Linked DNA regions of Sus scrofa: regions 1 and 2 are each linked to region 3. A link is a contact called in public Hi-C and promoter capture Hi-C data. All regions are on one chromosome and are shown on one strand. Each heading gives the region's core, a stretch centred on a gene start, on an enhancer-like site or on the middle of the called end of the contact. The rest is flanking DNA. Distances are from core to core; before and after follow the strand shown.

Region 1 (4,596 bases), core at 1,113-3,612, 1.4 Mb before region 3:
CATGATTATTTGCAAAAACACTAGAATGGGATTCTTTTAAAACTGACTTCCCAATTATTTGATCCAGTGTGAATTAGCCAGTGTTTGTGCCCGTGTTTTTAGTTTCATATACACATGTAATATGGCTCATGATTCAGATAAGATTCTAATTAAGAAGAGAAATACTTGTAGACAATTATTCATTTAGCTTTATTAGAGGCCATTTTTTTTTTCTCTCTCTCTTTGAAGAAATTCTAAATAGAACTTGCTTTGGGCCTTCTGAACTGTACATTTCTTAGAGTCACCGACATTGAGTAATAGGAATTTAGAATCAAAATGAGTTGAAGAGGTTGAGTAATTAAACTGCCTCTATTTAGAGATAAGACTAAAGCATGGTGGTTGGTGACTTTTCAAGGTTACACTAAGTTCATGTGCAGCAAAGCTGGAATCTGACCAGATCGTCTAGATTACAAACCAATATACCCTACTCTTTTTGCTCCACTGTGTAGTTTTAATTAACATAAAGTGAAACTCCAAGTCAGCAGTTTTTTTAAGCACTGAAGAAGTCATTATTGTTCTGTGATCTTTTTTTTTTTTTTTTTTTTTTTGGTCTTTTTGCCATTTCTTGGGCCGCTCCTGCGGCATATGGAGGTTCCCAGGCTAGGGGTCGAATCGGAGCTGTAGCTGCCAGCCTATGCCAGAGCCACAGCAACGTGGGATCCAAGCCGCGTCTGCAACCTACACCACAGCTCACAGCAACGCTGGATCGTTAACCCACTGAGCAAGGGCAGGTACCAAACCCGCAACCTCATGGTTCCTAGTCGGATTCGTTAACCACTGCGCCACGACGGGAACTCCTGTTCTGTGATCTTTTTTAAAGACACATTTTAGCATCTGTCATTCCGAAAGCCATGTGACCTGGTTTGGCTGAGAGGGCAAGTCATTGAGTTAAGAGGCAGACCCTGCTGGGCCTTTGCAAAGGCACTAAGTCGGAGCAGCTGGTTATTCACTAATGAAAGAGAAATGGCATGAAAGCCTGGTAAACCCATTTAGAATGGACTTTAAAACCCTTCTTATGCTATGTATTTAAGTATGGGTGTGTCTGATATTTGGCAAATTGATTTCAAGCCAAGTGACTAGTCACACTCATGAGCTAGGACGGGCTCCAGTTTCCTGAGCCTGACCTGGCTGAATTCCCTGCCGCTCCTGGCAGAGAGCGGGCTTTTCCCCTTCTCGCTTGCTTCTCAGCTCAATCTGGGAACAGTGAGTATAACAAATCTTACTGGGTCTCAGAGAGTTTCCAGATGAAATGCAAAGTAAGAATAAAGATAAGGAGAGAGCCATAGGGACCCAGCTCTTTCCAGTCCCTGGATCTCAAGGAAAGGACCCTCCCATTCATTCCTGTTTCATTAGTGTAACAGTGTCACTTGCTCTAAACAAGAAACCCAGCTTCTTATGATGCCAGCCTTTCACTTGCCACGTTGGGTCAACACTGGATTCCAGATAGGCGTGAGTCCCGTACCAGCTGTGCCGCTTGCTGGCTAACTTGTTGTGGATCACAGAACCTCTGTGACCTCGGTTTCTTCTTCAGTAAAATGGGACTCTCGTGATCAAGATAACATTCATAGTAGATGTTTATTAAATGAGGACTCATGTTTTATTAACTAATGGTATGACCTTGAAAGAGTGTCTTCACTTTGGCGCTGTTTGCTTATGAGGAATACGAGGAAGTTGATCCCAAAGGTCTCTTTTCATCACCGACAGTTCCGTGTGTCCTTTCTCCATGGCATTCTTACCTACTGGGGAACTAGCCTTTCACCCACACACCCCTCCCACTTCCGCCTTTCGTAGTAATGGTCTAACACCGCCGTCTCCACCCCAAGACCCTCTGGCCCTCTCACTTCTGCCGCTGTGGAAGCTACAACTGCCGAGTTCCCGGAACTTGAATCCGTGCCCGTTGCCCGCAGCCGGGGTCTAGCGGCAAACTAGTTGTAGGGGAGACGGCCCCCGAGCGTGGGTTCATCGTGGGGCGCCCGGGCTGGCCGTGCATCTCCTGGTAGGAGAGGTGAAGAGATGCAGACGTGCCTATGGTCTCAACAACTTCGGCAAACTTCTCGCTCAGCCCGAGCGCCCTCTCCGCCCAGTGCTCGGAGACAGCCGAGGAGTAGGTACGGAGCAAGGGTGGGTGGCCTCGCCCACCCGGGAAGGGCTAACTTTGCCGGCGCAGGCAACGCTCCAGGATGGCGCCTAAGGCCGCTGGTGCGCCGTCGGGATCCGGGCGCCTCGGATCCCCGGCTTATCGGCCGGGCCAGGCCCGGGTCTCGGGCCCGAGAACGGAACGGAACGCCGCGTCAGCGGCGCCACGCCCTCCAGCCACGCCCTGCAGGCGTGGGCGGGCCCGGGCTGCCCGCAGCTGCAGATCGCCGGGTAATGAGATGCTAATGAGGCGCGAATAAAGCCTCCGCGGGTTGCGCGTCCCGTGCGGAAGCTCACACCCAGACTGAATCCACGGCCCCGCGCTGCCGGGGTGCAGTCCTGCAGTCGCGGCTTTTGGTCCGCGCCGCTCCACCTCCACTACCGCCTTCTCTCCGTCCCCGGCCCCCCACCCGCCCCGACTGGGACACCCGCTGGGCAGGAAGCGGCCCCCTCCGGGCTCCCGAGCCCCCGGTAAGTGCTCCAGCTGCGCGCCCGCTGCCTGCGGGGGCCCGGCACAGGGGTAGGGGTGCGCTTCTGGGGAAATAAGGCTCCCGGCGCTCGGGAATCCCGCCGGCCCGGTCCGGCCCGTCTCTCTGCACCCCCGCCCTTTTCAGCCTCTGTCCCGACTTTACGGTCCAGAGTGGGAATATCCCCGCCCTCCCGCCGCCAGTGGTCCTGCTCCCTCTCCATCCTTCCAGACCGCTCCATCCCTCCCACATCCTTTGTCCTGGCGTTTCCAGGTTGGGACGCCCCTCTCCCCACTTCTCTGAGGGGAAGAGAGACCTTTGCTGTGTCTGACACCCCCAAGAGAGACCTTTGGTCTTCCTGACGTCCCGTCCGCCCTCGTCCAGGTGACCTGCGGCAGAGATTTTAATCTCCTTCTGCCTGAGCCTGGCCCGCGGAGACTGGGACGGGTGTGGCGGCCGAGCAGGGTCAGGGGGATCAGCCCAAGGACATAACCCCCATCAGTGCCACCCACCTTCCTTACCTAACTCCCCTGTGGGCAACCATGTCCCCCGCTCCCTCCGATTCCTCCTGATCCCTGCGTGAGAAAGCCCTCTCTAACACCCCTCAAGTTGCGTGGGGACCTAAACGAGAGAGAAGGGGACAAAGGGAGGCCTTGTCTTCGGAATTCCTGGGAGAGCCTGGAGGGATGGGGCAGGGCATGGATGGGGGTGGGAGGAAGCTGGGAGGGACCAACCCTGCTGCCTTGCGCTCCCCCACCCCGCGCCCCCGCAAATCCCTCAACCATCTCGGCTGTGAGCGGTGGCAAGTCAGGGGAAGTATTTTGACCACAGTGAGTCAGAAATAGATCCAGTTGTGTGTCACTCAGTCAGATGCAACATCCTCTGCTGTTGGTTAAGGTAGTTTTGGTGATGGGAAGTGGAACCTCCGGAGGAGACTGTCTCCTCCCCCCAGGAAGCAATCACAAGCGCTAAAGTGCAAAACTTTCCCCCGGCATGTGACACACTCCACAAGCAGCGTGGCACTGCGTACATTGAGGGGCCCCAGGCTCAGGGCGGCATGGGGTGAAATGGGGCGGAATGTGTGCCTAGCAGCTGGGATGGCAAGTATTAGAGTCATCCCGGTCTGTTCTGCAAGGAAAGCTCTCCTCCTGGGCACCCTGCCCGCTCCACATCCGAGGAGTTCCTCACGACCTGCTTCCAGGGCCTCAGGAGGCAGAGGAGGAATTCCTGTCCCCTGGGCCCCAGAGATGGAGCAGGGCTTGGAGATTCCTGAACAAGAAGGCTGAGCTGGAACCTCCCTTCCCTGGCTTTCCAAGGGCCTTCTGGGCCCAGGACTGCTGATTTTTCATTTCCAAATTTGGCAAATTTCACTTGGAGTGGAAGGGATAGCAGCTGTCTCTGAGCAGCTGGCAGAGAGGAGCAGAGACCCGGAGCTCCCTCGGGGTACCGGATTGCTTTCTTCTCCCCTTCCTTTTCCCTTCCTCCTCTCTCCAGCCTCCTCCCTTCTCTCCCTCCCTTCTCTCCAGCAGCCACGTGCCTCTGCCCCTCCCTGGGAGTCCCAGGGGTCTCCATGGCCTCAGCTACCTCCACCAACCCAGCACATGCCCACTTTGAGAGCTTCCTGCAGGCCCAGCTGTGCCAGGATGTGCTGAGCAGCTTCCAGGGGCTATGCAGGGCCCTAGAGCTGGAGCCCGGCGGGGGGCTGCCACAGTACCACAAGATCAAGGCCCAGCTCAACTACTGGAGCGCCAAGTCCCTGTGGGCCAAGCTGGACAAGCGAGCCAGTCAGCCTGTCTACCAGCAGGGTCGAGCCTGCACCAGCACCAAGGTGGATACACAGTGCCTGGGATGGGGTCGAAGAGTAGGGGAGTCAGGAGGAGCCCGGATGCCGTGCTGATGCTGCCTTGTGTGTTCACAGTGCCTGGTGGTGGGTGCGGGACCTTGTGGGCTGCGG
Region 2 (4,752 bases), core at 474-2,973, 1.1 Mb before region 3:
AGGACATTAGGAAATCAAGGATAATGCATAGGTTTCAAATTTTCACAAGTGCATGGCAGTGCCCTAAGTGAAATAGGGAACACTGGGAAATAATCAGATTCATAAAAGATACTGTTCATTTGGTTTTAGGCATGTTAAGTCTGAGGTGCTTTTGAGATATCCAAGAAGAAACACCATAGAGATGGGCATAAGAAAGCTAAAAGGTGAAGCTGGATGAAATTATACATTTAAGTCATAGGTGGTGGTGAAACAAAGCTAAAAGGTGAAGTTGGATGAAATTATACATTTAAGTCATAGGTGGTGGTGAAACCATGGCTATGAATGAGATCATACTCAATCACAAAGTAAAAAGGAGACCCACACTTAAGAAACTACCCTATCCTTTGTGGGTTGGACAAAGGAAGATGAGCCTCCCCCCACCCCAAAAGACACAAGAAGGAGTGGCTTTGTTTTCTGAAATCATACTCATAAGAAGGAAGTTCTCATTTTTTAAAATTCTGATTTAAACAAGCAACATTAGAATGTTCTAGGCTTTCCAAATTAAACCAATTCATCAGAACTCTGTTCAAGGATAGGTCACTTTCAGAAACTATCTGGAAAATTCATAGTACGTTTCTCTTTTCTGCTCTTTACTCTTTTCTCTTTGCTGTATTGTACATCAAAACACAAAAAGCTATTCCTCCTGAAATGTATATGATTTTGGCTTATTGCAGTTTCCTGAAATTACTATCTCCCTCACTCTTGGCCTCACCATATGCTGTTCTTTTGACCCTCTTTCCCTGAGATGAAGATTTCCCTGACTTTCCAAGACCGGCCTAAGTGATCTTTCTAGCCATCCTAATAATATCATATAGTACTGTATGTTTAATGTGTGTACTGTACTTTATATATGTATTGTATAATGTTTAACCATTAGTTTAACTAGATGGGAACTGTGCGTTTTCCACTTGTCCAGTACTTGGTTTTTAGAAACTAAGTTTTAGAAACGCATGTATTGTGCAACATGAAAAATTAAAACTAATTTGTTATCAGTCCAGTGATAGCCCTTCAAACCTCAACTTTTCTCAAGAAGAATGACTTCAAACAGCAATATGCAAACAAATTATTTAATCTTTTAAAATTACTAAATTTTAGAGATTTTTATAAGTCTTTTTTCCATATGGTATTCTTAAAGCCTGCAAATATTCATATCTAGGAACACGAGGGATTCTTTTCCCTTCAGTTTTGTACAAAAAGGATTTGACAACTCTCTTTCAAAGTGTGGCACAGGATTTCTTCTGCGCAAATAAAGCCTCAAACAATCCTATGCAATGGCAAACAAAGGTGCACTTACACAGGGATACTGAGTCCATCCCGCGTGAGCCCACCTGACAGAGCAGAAGCAGAGGTAGCACCGCGGAGCACTAGTTTCCACAGCATCCCTCTTGCCTGACCTTATGCAGCTCTTTCCGACCATCCATGTCCTCTCAACGCGCCCGCGGTCTTGGGCACTCGGACTAGTTCTTCCCACGTAGATTACTGATAGTCCCTGGACTAAGGAGTACAGCTCTAAGGAGACGGCTTCCTTTCTAAAATCCCACAGGAAATGGAGGAAGGAAAAATACTGTCAAAGGAAAAGTGTCAGCCAAGCCCACAGTGCTCACCAAGCCAAATCTCTCAGTCAAATCTCCGGCAGCGCTAGCCGTTGGCTCGCAGGGAGCCACAGGCAACGTCGCAGTGGCTCCCGGGAGCTGTAGTTTCTGTCTCAAACAGAACGCGCCTACAGCACCAGAACTACACTTCCCAGAAGTCAATGCGAGGACGCCCTGCCTTCTTAAATCTGGTGTTTGGCGCAATAAAGAGTTTCTATTTTTTCCTCTGATTTTAAATTTTGATTCGAGTTCTTCCAGGAGTTTATCTGTGCCCTCCTTATTTGCGGTTCTTGTCTCGTGTGTGATAATTTCGGCGTATTTCAACTTTTCGTTACCCCCGTTCAGCCCAAAGAAGCCGAACGTCAAGGCAAAAAAAAACCAAAAAAACCAAAAAACAAAAAAAAAAAACGCCCCCCGAGCAGATTCGGTGCCTCTTAAGGCGCATGCGCCCGGCCCACCGTTACGCATGCGTAGCAGCCGTCAGCGGTTGGCGGCCGCTCGCGGGCTCGGGGTCCGGAGGTAGCTTGTTGGAGGGCGGGGCTTTTTCCGATGGCTTTGCCTCAGCGGGTCGCGTCTGCTTGGGCGGGGAAGAGGGCGCAGGGGCAGGGGCAGGGGCGGCTCCTGGCTTGTGCCGGGCGGAGAAAGGGGAGGGGCTGGGGGTGAGGACCCCGTCTCCCCTCCCCGCTCCCGCCCTCTGGGCCGAGCCCCATCGATGGGGCTGGGCGAAGGGGCGGGTTCTGCGCCTGGGGCCCTGCCGCTCCGCCAGCTTCGCGGCCCAGCCCCGCGATCGGGGATTGCTGGGCTGCCCTGTGCCGGTTTGGGTTGGCCGGCAGTGGGCGAGGATACCGGGATTGGAAGAGAAGCAGCGTCAGCCCGTGGATTCTGAATCCGCAGAGCCAGAGACGCGTTCCTCCAACGCCACCACCGAGACAGAGGCTGCACGAGACTGCAGCCCCTGGGGAGCGCCAGGGTCTCTAGCCGCGGCGTCCAGCGAGCCAGGGTTCGGCGAGCCTTTCCAGCCAGCGCCCGGCCGGGCGGGAGGAGCTGCGGAGGGCGGGGACTGGTGCCGGAGGAGGGGCGGGGTGGGAACGCTCCCGAGAACACCGTGGCTGCACGGACAAAAAACACCGAGTGGCTGCAGAGCGTTCAACTGTATCCAGCCTTTTGGGGCAGAGCACGGATTTGACAGCTCCACGGCTTGAGGATATCCGCTGACCCCGAGAGACGGAGAGGAACACTTCCCCGACACTGTCCAGCAAAGCCAGCTCTGTAAGGTTTCAACTTTCCAACTTTTTTTTTTTTTTTTTTTTTTTTTGTCTGACTAGAAGACTGCTACTCCGGGTAGAAGGAGAGGGCGAGCTCTGTCTGGTAGATCGAAGACATTTCTGGTACCAATGTCACCCAGGCTTATGTTTTCGTGACGATTCGATTTTTCTGATTTATTTCTTACATTTCTCGTTTTAAAAATACGAAGTGCTGTGGTGGACATGCTGAAAGATTGAAGAGGGCAGGAAAAAAAACTCCAGTTGTCATGGCTGAAGGAGAGAATGAAGTGAGATGGGATGGACTGTGCAGTAGAGATTCAACTACTAGAGAGACCGCACTGGAAAACATTAGGCAAATCATCGTGAGAAAAACCGAGTGTCTTCGTTTGGTGAAAGAGACACCTTATCGTCCATCAGAAGGCCTTTCAAATGCCATTTCTTTGGATGGGTTGAATAAGCTTCTTGCTCATCTGCTTATGCTTTCTAAGAGGTGTCCCTTTAAAGATGTAAGAGAGAAAAGTGAGTTTATTCTGAAGAGCGTCCAGGTAAGGAAGCGCATTTTAAGTACAATTGTGTTTCTAGTACAGTGTTTTGTTTGCAGTTATTCATTTTGTATTGGCTTCAAATAGGCTGTTATAATTTGAACCACTCAGCATCTTAAATTAAGTGGTCTATAAAACATTGAATTTGGGGTTAAAATTGGACAAGATGAACTAAGGTAAAAGTAATTTTCAAGTACAGGTAAACAAGTATTGTCTTTGCAGAGAGTTTTGGCAGAAAATGCATTCCTCCTGAGAAAAACATGTGAAAGTTACAGTTAATTGCAAGTAAATACTTGCTTTTCCTTATATTCATTTTTACAGGCTGTTGGGAAGTGTAGCCAGTATGCTTTTCACATTGTTACAGACAATGTTTTGTGTGGAAAGTTTCACATTTAAAGGCCTTTAAAATGATAAAGCATATTAAATGTTTCCTAGTCAGGTTGTTCAAGATAACTGGTGAAACAATTTTCTCTTGTTCTTAAAAACAAAACAAAACCAGAATCTCTTCCCTAAATGCAACCTTTCTTTTCTCAAAGGAAGAATTAAATAATAAAAGTTATAAAAGAGCTGACATCTGCAGATTGAAAAGTTGGACCCAGGTTGAATAAATGATAGAAACGTGCTTATTGTCAATTTCTTAACTAGCTTTCTCTGTGCGTGCTTAAGTTGATTGATTCTTTTCTTTTACAGATGCATACCTATTTAAGTTGTGAGGGCAAAAGACTAAAAATGTCATAGTTTTCCTCCTGTTTTGTACATATTTGATTTATCTTGTTTTATTACATTTGTTAGAAGAATTTTTTTTTAAGGGAAAGGTTTTTAGATATTAAGAATGGTTAGTAATGCTCTTTATGTTTATCAGCCTAAATTACTCAATCCTCATGTGCTGTTCAGAGTCATAGTATGAGACGTTTTAAAAACTTATAATTCCTTTAGGTACATATGTAAGCTAAGATGAACAGTTTTTCTATTCTGGTTTGAACTCAGTTTAAAGCAGCAGAAAAATAATCATGTGCATAAAATGAAGACTCTGTTTAAGGTCGGGATATTTCTTCTCACGAATACTGTGGAAATAGTTGTTAGAATTTATATTTTGTATTTTATCCAGAGTTACCAGAGAGAAATTAATATTCCAGTATTTGAAGTGTGTCCTTTTAAGCATCAGAAGTTATTTCTTGATCTCTTAGTGTAGTGACTACAACAACCTTTTTTTTTTTTCCACACAATAGGATCATCATTATGCACATCAAGTACGAACTGTTGTACAACTGAAGGTGGAATATATAGGACTGTATGATGCATTTTGTTTGTGTG
Region 3 (4,413 bases), core at 1,555-4,054:
CACATAGAAATTAAAAAAATTCTTTTAACATGTCCTATTAGACTAGAACAAAATGTGCTTGTAGCTCTGTTGCTACCATATTCACTCACTACTATTAAATATTTCATTTGATGATATCTTAAAAGAAACAATTGTGTTAGCTTAAAAAAAAAAAAATCTCTGAGGAGTTCTTGTCATGGTGCAGTGGAAACGAATCTGGCTAGGAACCATGAGATTGCAGGTTTGATCCCTGGCCTTGCTCAGTGGGTTAAGGATCTGGCATTGCCATGAGCTGTGGTATAGCTTGCCGACTCGGCCACATCTGGTGTTGCTGTGGTCTAGGCTGGCAGCTGTGGCTCTAACTAGACCCCTAGCTTGGGAATCTCCATACACCCCGGGTGCAGCCCTGAAAAGCCAAAAAAAAAAAAAAAAAAAATCACTGAGTCAGAAATTGTGATTAAGGGTATGATTCAGATTGCCTTTGGAGACTATTTGGGTCATCTAAGTTTATCTATGATGGGTAACATTAAGTTCTAAGACAAATGTGTTTATACCTTCAAAAACAGAGGAAACATTTTCAAATCTCTAATATTTTAATTTGGTAAAAAAAATCATATTTTAGACTGGTCTTAAGTTTAGCAAATAAATGTAATTTGTTCAAAATCTTGTTTCATGGTTCAGTTCTGTTCAAGCCACTCATATGCATGACCTAAAGCTGCAGTGAAAGAATTACTCTTGCAGAAAAAAAGTCAGAAGGGGAAGATTTATCATGAATAATTTATATTGAAACAAGATTATAAAACTGATGTGTTATCTTTATACTAATGCTGAGAAAAATGTATAATCAAAGTAATAAAAAAAACCCTGACCAGTTCAGAGTTATTAAAACCTGGGAATACTTAATAGCAAATTCCACATAAACAAAAGGAGCTTCAGGATCCTATCCACTTCAGTTGAGCCAATTTTAAGACTAATTTGTTTCTGAAGCAAGGCAAATTGTTTTGAGCATATCAGCACTGGATGGTCACAATGTGATCACAATGTTGTGTTGACTTCATAGTCCAATCCTCTTCTGCTCACTTGTCTCTTTTACTTCTTCTCTTCTAATATAGTCTTTGAAAGCTTTATACAGAAAAAAAATGAGGAGGGCAATGCAGAGAAAATGATTTTCTGAAATTTCCCTTCAAAATGGACATCCAAAAGGGAAGAGAGAATATATGTGAATACAATCTATTATGAAGGAAGTCATCACTGATTATGATAAATACTATTTTTGAGGACATGAAATAAAAGATGATGTGATTAGATTTCTCTTCCAGTAATGGCAGGTATATTGAAAGGAGCCTAGTAAATAGACTATATAGCCTTAAAATGTTTTAAAAATAGTGTTATATGTGGTATTTGTTTATATCATTATTTTTCTTTTGAAAAGCATTTTTACTATAGCTCTTTTTATAAATCCTCACAACCACTCTGTGAGTCGGGTGGGCCCTTCCTTTCGGTCTCCTGAGGGTAGATGGAGAAGTTGGGATAGGCCCCTGCCAGGGCTGCCGCGGGACAGTGGGGTCCTTCGCATATCAGGGCACCAGCCCTCCCCGCTCCCAGCTCGGCTGATACCGGCCTCTGGGATCTCACAGTCAGCGAGGGGAGAGGCTGCGGAGAGCGACTGCTCCCCCCGCGGTCCCTCCTCCAACAGCTGAGTCCTGCCCACCTTCTGCAGGGGCGGGGGTGGGGTGGGGTGGCAGCAGTTCTGGGGAGTGTAAGGGTCCGCGATGAGACGGTGGTCGTGGGCACTGGCTTTGTGGCGTCAGAGTGACTGGGTTTGAATTTGAATCTCCAGACCTTTTTTTACGGTGCCTGACTTAAGGCAGTCACTCAATTTCCTCATCTGGAGAGAGGACATCCTTTGATTTATCCCAAGGGGTTCACTGACTTAAAATAGTCAACGATTTAAAGCAATGAAGGTCTTAGTCTACTGCCCCTGCCGAAGAAAATGCTACAAATATTATCAGTTCTGGGATAGGTAGGTCACTATCTCTACTACTTTGGGGCATCTCCAGCTGCAAAATGGGCGCAATGTAGATTGCAGTCTTTTAATGGCACACATTACTTTGCCAACAATCAAACAAACCAGAGAAAAACAAAACCCCTCACCATCCCTCCTCTCCTTCCTGCTCTGGAGCCACTCAGTTTTGACACTTGTTTCCGGGATCTGAAGGAGCTGGATCCTAACCCAAGGAAATATTCTTTTTTACGTTTTTATTTTTTATTAAAGCCGCGTTGATCTACAATTGTGCCAATATCCCTGTACAGCAAAGCGACTCAGTCATATATAAATTCTTTTAAAAATATTGTTTTCCATCACGGTCTACCTCAGGAGATTGTATATCAGTAAACACTGTTATTAACTAGGAAAACAGAAAAGTGAGAAGGCAGGACGGGTGAGGTAGGGATGCCGAACAGGTGAGGCAAGGAAGCCTGAGCTATACTTCGAACAGCGGTGACCCGGACCGCAGTCAGGTGAACCCCGCACGCGTGGTTCGGGAAGCCCGGGATAGGACCCTCGAGACCATAGCGCGACCTGGGGAATGGAAACCGAGAAGGGAGCGAGAGGGACTCTAGAGGAAGGCAGCCGCGGGCCTCTAAGGGAGGAGCTACAGGAACTCGAAGGGCGGGGCTGAGGTTAAGGGGGCAGGGATAAGGGCGGGGCCTCGCGGAATTCTCCGGCTGCGCGCGCCACGTCTCCCTCAGAGAGCGTGTGAGGGAGAGGCTGGAGGGGGTGGAGGGGAGGGAAAAACCGAGAGGGGCGGGAGCTCTGTCTTCTCGCGAGATCGGGAGTCGGCAGCGGCGGTGGCGGCGGCGGTGGCGGCGGCGTGTCCGTGAGAGTAGCGTGGGGGCGGGGAGGAGCGGCGCCGGCGGCGTAGGAGCTACGCCACACCGGGCCGGGGCGCTGGGAGCTGGAGCACAGAGGGGGGTCGTGGCGGTGGCGGTGAGAAGAGGGAGGCGGAGGAGGGGGCGCCATGGCGGGGCAGCAGTTCCAGTACGATGACAGCGGGAACACCTTCTTCTACTTCCTCACCTCCTTCGTGGGGCTCATCGTGATCCCGGCCACATACTACCTCTGGCCCCGAGATCAGAATGCCGGTGAGTCCCGCTGGTAGCTGCCGTGGACCTGCGCAGGCCCCTCCGGCTCTTCTGGGCCGCGCGGCTTTTGCCCGCTCCGGCCCAGCCCAGTCCGCTGCGCTTGGGGTGATACCGCCCGCGCGGCCCGGCCTCGCGTCCAGGCGTCAGCCGCTGGCGGCGCCCGGGCTCAGCTGTGTTTCCCTCCGTGCCTCTCCAGGCTCCTCTCCACCCCCTTCATTGTCCTCCTCTGGAGTTTCGCTTTGCACCCTCTCCTCTATTGTTCTGGCGGCTCCTGGCAGCCTCGTCCAGTCTCTTTGTCTTCTATTCCTCGGCTTTTATGGGGGTATTTTTCTTTATGGAGGGAACAAGATGGCATAGGGAGGATGGGAACTGGAAGATGAGAGTAGAGAGTTGGCTACGGAGGAAGCCGAGCGAGCAGGCTCCACTCTGAACCCTCAGCCCACGGTCCCCTTTCCCCCACACCCCCGTTTGCCTGTTGCAGCTGTCGTTACAGATGTTTTGGGCACAGTCAGAGCTGGGTGGCATCTATAGGACGCCAACTGAGCTCGCCAGCCGCCCCTCCCCCCGTGCCTTTCCCCTATTGCCTTTTCATTTGTTCACTTACACTGCGGGGGTTGGGAGCAATGCTGTTATTCCCCTTAGCAAAAAAACAAAACAAAAAAACCAGGCTTTTCTCTATTTCCTTTTCTTTGGAGTTTCCTGTTTATGGCGGAAAAAGTGCAAGTATGAAGGAAGGATTAAGTCTATAGGTAGTTCATTTGTGAGGTAGCGGGTGCATTTGCTTTTAGTTCTAAATCTTTTCACGTTAAACAACATTGGATTAGAACACAGAATTATATAGATTCTTTTCAAGGCATTTTATGTTCGGATTGTTTGGATTCCATTTGTTGCACGCCGCTAGGACGTATGGCAGGTGATATTCTTAAAACTGATGCTGGAACTGCAAGGCCCTAATAGGTTGTTTTATGGTAGCGTTAACAGTAACGAGTAGGTTTTGAGTAAGAACAACCTTAGGAAGGTTTTCTTATTCACAAAAGCGTGCTAACTTGAATAAATACATTCTCTCAAGTTGGGTGTGGTGGTGGTGGGGTCTAGGTTGTCCAGCTGATATACTGTACTTTGGGGACATTGTTAACAGGGAAACATTAAACCAACTCAGAAACTTATTAGGCTTTAAGACATTCAGTGCTCTGTAAAATTCTTCATTTACATAATGGAACTAAATTAAATTAAATTTAGGATAAGTAATAACAAACGATTCCATCTTTTTATATATTTGACAGTGATTTT

What was found. Promoter capture Hi-C pulls out the DNA fragments that hold promoters and counts their contacts. Hi-C and Micro-C count contacts between places; a contact is called where the count stands out from the background.
Region 1: a Hi-C map of liver shows a contact between it and region 3, with 5 times the contacts expected there. The contact joins the promoter of MICAL1 here to the promoter of SEC63 in region 3. A contact is called at or near these places in 2 of 47 Hi-C or Micro-C datasets (liver and skeletal muscle) and 1 of 2 datasets of contacts at active chromatin or transcription factors (alveolar macrophages).
Region 2: a contact with region 3 is called in a promoter capture Hi-C map of liver, with 4 times the contacts expected there. The contact joins the promoter of CEP57L1 here to the promoter of SEC63 in region 3. A contact is called at or near these places in 1 of 5 promoter capture datasets (liver) and 2 of 2 datasets of contacts at active chromatin or transcription factors (alveolar macrophages and skeletal muscle).

The regions. Positions count from the first base shown.
Region 1 is chr1:75,520,526-75,525,121 of Sscrofa11.1, reverse strand. MICAL1 (F-actin-methionine sulfoxide oxidase MICAL1) reads left to right here and starts at 2,362. Exons shown (of 25, transcript XM_005659375.3): 1 at 2,362-2,646; 2 at 4,169-4,470; 3 at 4,561-4,596. The coding sequence starts at 4,213.
Region 2 is chr1:75,167,964-75,172,715 of Sscrofa11.1, reverse strand. CEP57L1 (centrosomal protein CEP57L1) reads right to left here and starts at 1,723. Exons shown (of 11, transcript XM_021090896.1): 1 at 1,334-1,723. The coding sequence starts at 1,456. SESN1 (sestrin-1) reads left to right here and starts at 2,342. Exons shown (of 10, transcript XM_021090855.1): 1 at 2,342-3,441. The coding sequence starts at 3,163.
Region 3 is chr1:74,076,996-74,081,408 of Sscrofa11.1, reverse strand. SEC63 (translocation protein SEC63 homolog) reads left to right here and starts at 2,804. Exons shown (of 21, transcript XM_001925479.7): 1 at 2,804-3,123. The coding sequence starts at 3,000.